Linked DNA regions of Mus musculus: region 2 is linked to region 1. Evidence: chromatin contacts called from public Hi-C data. All regions are on one chromosome and are shown on one strand. The core of a region is the stretch at or near the end of the contact, and the rest is flanking DNA. Distances in the headings are between cores, read along the strand shown. Region 1 has its middle 95 kb from the start of Gm24434. Region 2 has its middle 30 kb from the start of Gm40399.

Evidence for each region. A called contact is a pair of places that touch in the nucleus more often than the background predicts.
Region 2: a contact with region 1 is called in a Hi-C map of stem cell-derived neural stem cells, with 1.5 times the contacts expected there. The contact joins two enhancer-like sites.

What each region holds. Positions count from the first base shown.
Region 1 is chr12:39,713,991-39,718,585 of GRCm38.p6, reverse strand. No RefSeq gene overlaps it. Among named protein-coding and RNA genes, the nearest start is that of Gm24434, 95 kb to the right of the region's middle. Within about 2 kb of position 3,210, at least 17 of the 459 cell types and tissues checked have an H3K27ac peak or open chromatin away from gene starts, as enhancers often do. A contact at or near this core is called in stem cell-derived neural stem cells, where this site is marked.
Region 2 is chr12:39,918,846-39,923,392 of GRCm38.p6, reverse strand. No RefSeq gene overlaps it. Among named protein-coding and RNA genes, the nearest start is that of Gm40399, 30 kb to the left of the region's middle. Within about 2 kb of position 2,637, at least 84 of the 459 cell types and tissues checked have an H3K27ac peak or open chromatin away from gene starts, as enhancers often do. A contact at or near this core is called in stem cell-derived neural stem cells, where this site is marked.

The DNA.
Region 1 (4,595 bases), core at 1,961-4,460:
GAGCACTTCATCCTGGAGTCAGGGCTAGAGGGCTGAGTCTTAGGATCCCAACACTTCCCCAAGGAGCCACAGCGTGTTAAAGGTTGCTGGGGGTGAGGGAGACACATTTCTTAACTGTATCCACTGGTAAATTGCATTCGATCAAGTAAATACTTTCCAACCCACACTCATGGAGGCAATTGTAATTAAATGCAGTTGCTTAGAAAGAAAGAAAAAGTATTTGAAATTGGGAGGGGGATTGATGGAAAGGGTTTGGTGGTAAGAAGAAGGTGATAAGAGAGGCTAATGAAGGATAAACATGATCAAAGTATTATGTGTGTGTGATCAAATAACTAAAGAATAGAAAAAATGAATCGAAAGTGTGAATTATGCAGAAATCTAGCTGAAAAGCTTTCCAAGCAACGCAAATGGTGAGTTAAAGTCTTCAAGAAAAGGCAGGTCAGGGAAGCTGAAGTAATAAGTGTGAAAGACAGGTGAAGTTGGGGAAGTAGTGGGCGTCCTGTGCAGGACTCTATTGGCCATCCTTGGAAGTTTTGTTGTATTCAAGGAGACAGGAAACGACTGGCAATCCTATGACACAGAATATTAGATGGAACCTCGTTTTCTCTGGCCATTAAGCTGAAGGAGAGAAGCCTAAGGGTTGACTGTACCTCAGTGTGTAAGCGACTGTTTCTCTCTTGACTCTAGCTGCATATGTATCAAAAGATGGCCTAGTCGGCCATCACTGGAAAGAGAGGCCCATTGGACACGCAGACTTTGTGTGCCCCGGTACAGGGGAGCGCCAGGGCCAAAGGGGGGGAGTGGGTGGGTAGGGGAGTGGGGGTGGGTGGGTAAGGGGGACTTTTGGTATAGCATTGGAAATGTAAATGAGCTAAATACCTAATAAAAAATGGAAAAAAAAATAAAATAAAAAAAAAAAAATAAAATAAAACACCTTTTGAAATAATAAAAAAAAAAAAAAAAAAAAAAAAAGTGTACGTTGACTTACCTCTCATGACATGCACACCCCCCAACCCCTGTCAGTAAATCACAGAGCTGGGCTCTGCTGCTCTGAGACTATGTTTAAACTTGATTACAAGACACTAGATGATATGATGGCTGTAATAACATCCTAGCACCATTAACCATGTAAGCAGATGATAATTACCAGCCCATCTTGCCATATGCTATATCATTTTCTGTAAAATGTGCATTTTCTGCTTGATGCTTTAGGAATCCAAATGCTTGGGACTTTGGACATCATCATCAAGATGCTATTTTTGGAGGTTTGAATATTTTATGCTCTGTGACTGGTAAAGAAGCCGTGTATTAACTTTCCTGTTAGAAAATAATATTTCAGTATAGTTGACTATGTTGACTATGGTAAATTCTGTCTTATTTACTATTGTAAATGATAAAATGGAAATAAACAGTAGTGATCTGTTTATATAATAAGGCATCTGCACTTATGATTGTCTGTTCAAATAACAACTATATAGTTTCAATTGCTATATAATATAACAGTGTAGTCAGTGATGTGGTAGATCAGGTGTTTAGGAATGCATTCTAAAGACAGTAATAGAATTCAGAATGAAAGGAGGTTACCCACGTAGGCACCAGAAAAAGCAACTTCAAACTCAAAAGTTTCTCCATATCTTTTATTTATTTATTTTTATCTAGCCTCAACTGTTTTTGTTGTTGTTGTTGTTTTTGACAAATGAGAAAGGAAATGCAATCCATGCACATAGAATTATTTTTAAAATTGCAAGATTTTAGGATTTTTAGACATTTAATACAAACAATTAAAATTCTAAAATATATATAGTTTAGGGTAAAAATAGGAGATGTAATTTTCTATCCTCACCCTTCTCCCATTAGAGATCTGGGAAATAGTGAAATAGCATCATTATTTCTCTAATCATAAAAATATTTTGAATTTTTAAGCAAACAAACAAACAAACCAAGTATTCAACCATTCACTCTGGATTTCAATGACTCTGGGGCGGGGTCCTTCCATTGTCCTTGGTAGAGAGCTCAATTGCTTAAAATGAACACTTTTGACATTATTAACCAGACTCATTTTTGTCATAAGATATTAATCAACTCGTTTCAGGATGACCTCTTCCTACTGGGTCTGAGTAGTTACAAGCCCTCCCGTTGCTACCTCCCCTGATGACAGCTAAAGTTTCTCCAGATCCACACTGGATAACCACTGTAGTAAACATTAGTACCTCATGAAGAGAATGCATAGGACAAATTTTCTCACGCTGTTTCCTACAGATTTACTTTAGCTTTCTTAATTTTGTATGCAGGCATCATTTGTCTCACTCTTTCTGCCTAGAATCCTGATAAAGTACTGCAGAAAAGGGGCTTGCTGCCCTTGCAGAAGACCAGAGTTCCGTTTTCAGCAACCATATTTAGAGGCTCACAACCACCTGTAATTACAACTCCAGGGGACCTGACACTCTATCTGGCCTCTCATTGGCATGCACATACCACAGACAGAAACACAGACATGGACACACACCTGCACACATATATGCACACTTAAAATTTAAAAACATACATTTGAGTATTAAAACTAATCACCATTTAACAAAAATCCTATTTACTTAACTCATGAGTCTTTTGGACTCAGTGACCAGATGATTTTATGTTGAATACGTGTGTGTGTGTGTGTGTGTATGTGTATATATGTGTGTATATATATATATATATATATATATATATATGTGTGTGTGTGTGTGTGTGTGTGTGTGTGTGTGTGTGTGTGTGTGTGTGTATGTGTGTGTGTGTATACATGTAGATACTTTTCTTTCTATATGCCTACCAATAAAGTATATCTATATATGGAACTAGATAGATTGAATTGGAGAGATAGCTCAGCCATTAAAAGCTAGACTCATAACCAATAACATAAGAACTAGAAAGGCTGCTTTCATTGTTGATTCTTAATTTAATTCATACACGTAACTTTAAATTTTCACTTTTTGTAAACAACAGACACAATGAAGTCTCCACAGGTAAGGCTGTCTTTCATTTCATGCTTGCCTTTTGTTTAGAAGCACCTATTGCCTTCAGAAAGACATCGCCTGGCAGAGAACTGATAAGAACAGAAGATTGTCAACAAGGAATCTTTCTCCTTTCTTTAGTAGCCACATGGTTCTCCCAAATATAGAGCTTTTTCTGCAGGCCATGGGATTTCTGTGCTAAGAATAGCCACAATAATCAGATGGAAAACTGAAAGGTAGTTGTGGCTTTGTCATTTTGGTAACCATGGCGATGAAGTCCCGTATAGCATTTTAATGACGCTAGCCAGGGATTCAGGAGAAGTCTCATTTGTTTTGATGCTTGACTGCTACAAGGATGATTCACTTGGGATAAGGACACTTTGCTGTTGAGCATTTGCTCTTTAACAGATTGGCCTTTTTTTCTTTTTTAACTTTATTTTTCCAAAAGTATAAGCAGTTACCTGAAACAAGACTTTTAGAGAATATAGTAGTTAAAAATAAGCATTGAAAAATAGATGTTAGAGAACAGGAGCAGAAATATACTGATATAAGTATACAGAATTAAATAAAATTTGTCCTGAACTTCTTGGTAACTATTATAAATTCAAAGTTATTCTTTAATCTGAGATTATATGGAAAATGAAAAATAGCATTCAGAAAATAGGGTTGAGGAAATTATCTCTTTTATAGTTATTTTTTCTTTTATGAGAATCACATAGTTTATTTTTTACTTTTTATTCTTCTCTCAGATATTATATCCTGACTGCAGTTTCCCCCTCTCCCTCTCTTCCAGATTCTTTCCCCTCTGCCAGATCCACCTTCCCTCCCTCCTCTCCTCAGAAAAAAGCAGGCTCCCAGGGGTATCAGCCAACACTGCATAACCAGCTAGAATAAGACCAGGCCCATAGCATCACATCAAGGCTGGACAAGGCAACATAGAAGGAGGAGATGGACTTCACAAGTAAGGCAAGAGAGTCAGGCACAGTACCTGCCCCCTGCCTCACTAGGACTCCCATAAGCAGACCAAGCTACTCAGCAATAATATATATGGGGAGGACTTAGGTCAGACCCCTACAGGCTCCCAAGTCCTGGTCAGTTGATTCTGTGGGCTGTGTCCTCATGGTGTTCCTGACCCCCACTGGTTCCTCCTCATACTCTGAAGGACTCCCTGAGTTCTGCTTAATGTTTTTGCAGTGGCACTCTGCACCTGCTCCCTTCAGCTGCTTGGATCAAGTCTCTCCGACATCTTTGATGACAGTTCTGCTACCCAGTGCCAGAACATGGCAGGCAGGACAAACTATAGGTGGAAAGTTTTGTGGCTGGGTTGGAATCCCAATCTTTCCACTTGAGTCCTTGCCTGATTACAAATGATGGCCAGTTTGGGAGTTTAGGCTTCCTGTCACCCCGTTACTGGGAGTCTTTCCTACGATTACTTTTATAGATCCCATGAGATTTCCATTGCACTTTGTTTCTAAGAAGAGACAGAAAGGATATGGGTTCAGATAGGAAAGGAGATGAGGAGGTCCCCAGAGGAGCTGGAAGAGGGGGACCATAAGCATAATATACTGTATGAAAATGACCTAGTTCAGTAAAAGAAAAAAATGT
Region 2 (4,547 bases), core at 1,388-3,887, 210 kb before region 1:
ATCTTTCTCATTAGTGTACAGCTCAAATATCTTACAATTATCCATCTACAGTGAATAGATATTTGAGCCAAATTTAGTTTTACATGCATGCTGTGCAATTCTTTGAATGGAGAAAATCTCCATCATTCCTGGTGTTAAGCTTGTTTGATAATGGTATTTTTAAGCTTGTTTGATAATGGTATTTTTAGTTTAAGTATACACCACAAAATGATATAGGCATCCATTCTGATCAGCTGTTTGAGGTTTTCAGATGCCCCACATGTTCAGCCTTGCTGGGTATTGTCAGTTGTTTGCCTCTAAAGTTCTGTTCTATGTATCATAATAGTCAAGGGTAGTTTAATCGAAGTTTTCCTGATTATTCATGTGCTAGCTCTTTTCCATACATGTATCACCTTTGATAGTTACAACCACACGAAAACTTATCTTGGTCATTTCTCCTGAGAACTTCATGTTTTACTTTTTAACTATTATAAAGCTAAATTTTAGACTTTTTTGAATGCAGAGATTATTTGCAGGTAGACTCTGGATTATCTCAGAGTATGCAAGTTAAAATATCAGAAATGTGGTCTGATGTAAAGTAGTTTCTCTTTCCAGTTGGAGACTTGAACATAGTGAAATGGACTACCATCGGCCAATAACAAACCATCAAGAAAGCACACAACTAGACTTTATTTTCCTGATACACATATGGTAAGTTGCTAGTTTGGAAACCATGTCAGAGATGGCCCATTGATTTTATTACTGTGTGGCCAAACACCATTATTAAGAATGGAGCAAGTTGCTTTCAGAGGTCAAGTATACCCTTTATGAAGTGTACTCAAGTAGAAACTGATGCTCATTTGCCAGAGAATAAGAACAGAGTTTTGAATTAAAGTGTAAATGTAACTAGTTTAAACTAAGTTTCTTCTAAACAATGAGATCACTTAATTTTAGGAAATGGGGATTTTTTTTTTAATACAAAAATGCCAATTGCAGGCCTTGAGAAATGGCTCAGCAGGTAAGAACACACAGACTAATAGTGAACCTGAGTTCAATTCAAAGTGTTGGTATCAGGAGCTGACTTTACCATTGCAAAACACCTCCAAACCCAGCCATACATTCCCAACGTCCATTTAGTTTACCTCCCGTCTTTACCAGAGAGCGGTTATATCACAGCCTAAATAAAAGGCAGACCCTCTTGAGCTTCCCACTCTCTCTCTTTTTCTCTTTTCTCCTTTTGTCTCCATAGCTCCCTCTTGTCCCCTTCCCCCACAATAAAGCTCTCTCACGTGGAACTGCATTGGCTTGGTGTGGTCTGTCTGGACATGAGCCTTGATTCTAACACAACACAAAGAACCTGTGTTCAATTCCAAGCACCCTGCCTGGTGGCTTATAACTCTAGTTCCAAGGAATTCATGCCTTTTTCTGACCTCCAGGAGCACCGGGCATGCACCTGATATACATACACATACATGTAAGGAAAACACCAGTACAAATAAAGGAAAGTAATGTTAAAAATGGAAAACAAACCAAACCAACCAACCAACAAACAAAAACCATCAGTTGCACGTCTCTAAAAGATGCCATGATGTTCATGAACCCAGCCAGTCTTAATAATGACTCTGTATAGCAAGCAATACACCTTAATTTCTATTTTATGGATGAAGAAAATGGAGGGCTGAACTTGTTCCAGCTGACTAGCTCCTGGCAGAGACACTTGGCATTGGCCTTGCTTCTCAGTTACTGTGTCTTAGAAGCTGGAATTTATAATCCCCAAGGAACAGGTTGAGCAAACAGATATCCAGCTGTGGGATCAAGGGTGTGTTCAGACGCTTGGCGTTATGCATATGATGTATATGCACATATTTATATCTGATATGTGTATGCCTATGCATATATATTCATTTGCATTGTTTATGGGTGAGATATAGTGTTGGGGGATAATATACAGAATATGCAGGAGCTAAAGTAAATATTGGATTTATATCATGAGGACATCAAGGGCTTGGAGAGAAGCAGACAGACGGATAAGATGACACAAAGAACACCTGTTAAGGGGAATGAGTACAAAGATAATGGCTTCTTGAAAGCCTCTGTTGGCTATATATTGTGGTTGAGAGACACTGAAAGTGAAGTTTTACTGGCACTTAAAAATTCTCTGTGCATACATTCTATATGGCATTCCTTAAAAGTTAGAATAAAAATATTTGAGGGGACCCTTTTACATCAAAAGAAGAAATGGGCAAAAAGGCACAAGAAGACAGTCATTTGTTATTTAGCAAAAATGTCATTATATAGATGTGCCTAAAAATTCTGTTAATTTGTGCAAAAGCCCCTAAATCTTAAAATGGTTATTTTGCTTTATCTAAGCTCCCAACTGTTTGGTATGGATTCAGTAATACAGGTCTATGTTTGTGGCTTTCTATCTCGTAGAGAAGTTTAGATTTCCAAAGAGAAACGCTTTGTGCTGTCTGTAGGCATTGAAAGCCAGACTGAGAATCCTGTTCCTTTCTTGCTGTGTTCAGTGGAGCTGTTGTTTTATCACTTGCCAAGTCGTGGCCACCTGTGGCTCTGCCTTGGCAGCTCTGCACTCAGCAGGCCAGACATTAGGCTCACAGGAAAAGCCTCCTGAAGCGGAGCAAAAAAACGCAATCCTCTCACATGACCAACACTCTGATCAAAGGATTTGCTGAACACATGAGCTGACGTGTTTGCTTCGAGCAGACACTGTCCACTGCTTTTGTTGGCAACGCTGCCAAAGGCTTTTGCACACAAACAATTAGTTGCAAGTCATCTGATTTTCCACACAGGAAACCCAGCATAGAATAGACAGTCCTCTAAAGATTTATCTTCTCTTTTCCTGTTGTGTGTATTCTGTTAAACCTCAGTCACTAATAGACTAATGACGAAGGCCTGGGATCCCTCTGGGAAGTAGCACGTAGTCTCAGGGTTTCTCTAAATATACTTAAGAAGCTTAAGTTTGCCATCTAAGACTCAAGGTGAGCTGAGATGAATCAGCAAAAAAAAAAAAAAAAAAAACCTGGCCAAGACTGTGGAAGTGTAATTAACTCGCTCTTTTAGAAGATTTTTGATACCTTATTTGTATCTGTTCTTGGTAGTCAGGGATATGTCTCTATCTTGTGCCATTTTGAGCTCTTCTCTTCCTTTACAACATGGTTTGATTAAGAGAATGAACTTCGTTATTTAACGGTGGGCAAGACTATTGATTGGGTATAAGCTAAGTTATAAAACTGTTTAAACAAACAACTTTACAGGCTGAATAATTTGCCATGGCTTAGCTTCCAGGAGACACCCTGGCAACTCTTTAGCCTTTGGGAAAATCTCTGACACATAACAATGCAGGAACATTACAGCCTGGGATCTGATGGCATCTAGCCCAGCTAGACAACTAGATTACTAGGACAGCACATTTTACATGCTTCTTTGAGTTTCAATATTCCTATCTCTGAAAAATGACAAGTATATTAACAACAATATTTATAATGGCAAGGTACACACTTATAAATGTCAGTTCTTAGGCAGAGGGCAGAGGGCAGAGGGCAGAGGGCAGAGGGCAGAGCGCAGAGGGCAGAGGCAGAGGCAGAGGCAGAGGCTGAGGCTGAGGCTGAGGCTGATATGTCTTTGTGAGTTGTAGGCTAGCTAGAGCTGGAGAATGAGAACTTGCCTCAACAGAATCAAACCACACCAACAACACTACCACAGTATTAACAAAGGCCAACATCCGTACCATACTTTTTACATGCCTCATGCTATGACTATAATAACTTATGTTTGACCTCACAATGAGAAGTCTACTGTAATATTTGTTTTACTGATGAAGAACTGAGAGGCACAGAGGTTAAGCTGCAAATCATCAGATTTAGAAAGTGGACGAACTGGATGGACTGTGAACATAGGATGCTGTCTACAAAGCATATGTACTATACCATCCTTACGATGCTGCTACTTTCTGACTGGGTGTTCATATAGACGTAGATAAGACTCTTACAATGTCTTCTTCCATTCATCTTACTGTGGTGGTTTGAAAAACGACCCTCATAGACCCATTGGGGGAGTGGTATCACTAGGGGCTTTTGTCTTGTTGAACACATAAGGTTTTATTGGAGGAAATGTGTCACAGGAGGTGGGCTTTGAGGCTTCAGAAGCTCAAACTATGCCCAGTGGCTCACTGTCTTTTCCTGCTCCTTGCCAATTCGGATGTAGAACTCTCAGCTACCTCTCCGGCATCAATTAATTCTGCCTGCATGCTCACCATTCTTAAGACCCAGTCAAAAGCATAGAATACTTTTGAGCCTTGGGTGAAGACATGGCATTCAGACTTGCTCTAAAGAGTACAGCATTACATACTATTTTCTCCTTCCTTAAGGGTTAATCCAGCTGGGATGTTAATCACCTGGCCAAAAGACCATCATCCAGAAAGACCAATTCATCTAAAGCCATGCTAGTGAAACGGGAGGCACATTTTTTTATCTCCCTAGTAAGACAGCATGCATTTTCTTCCCCGGTGTGGTCACTTATGAAGCTGTTGTCATGCAGGTCTGCTTAGT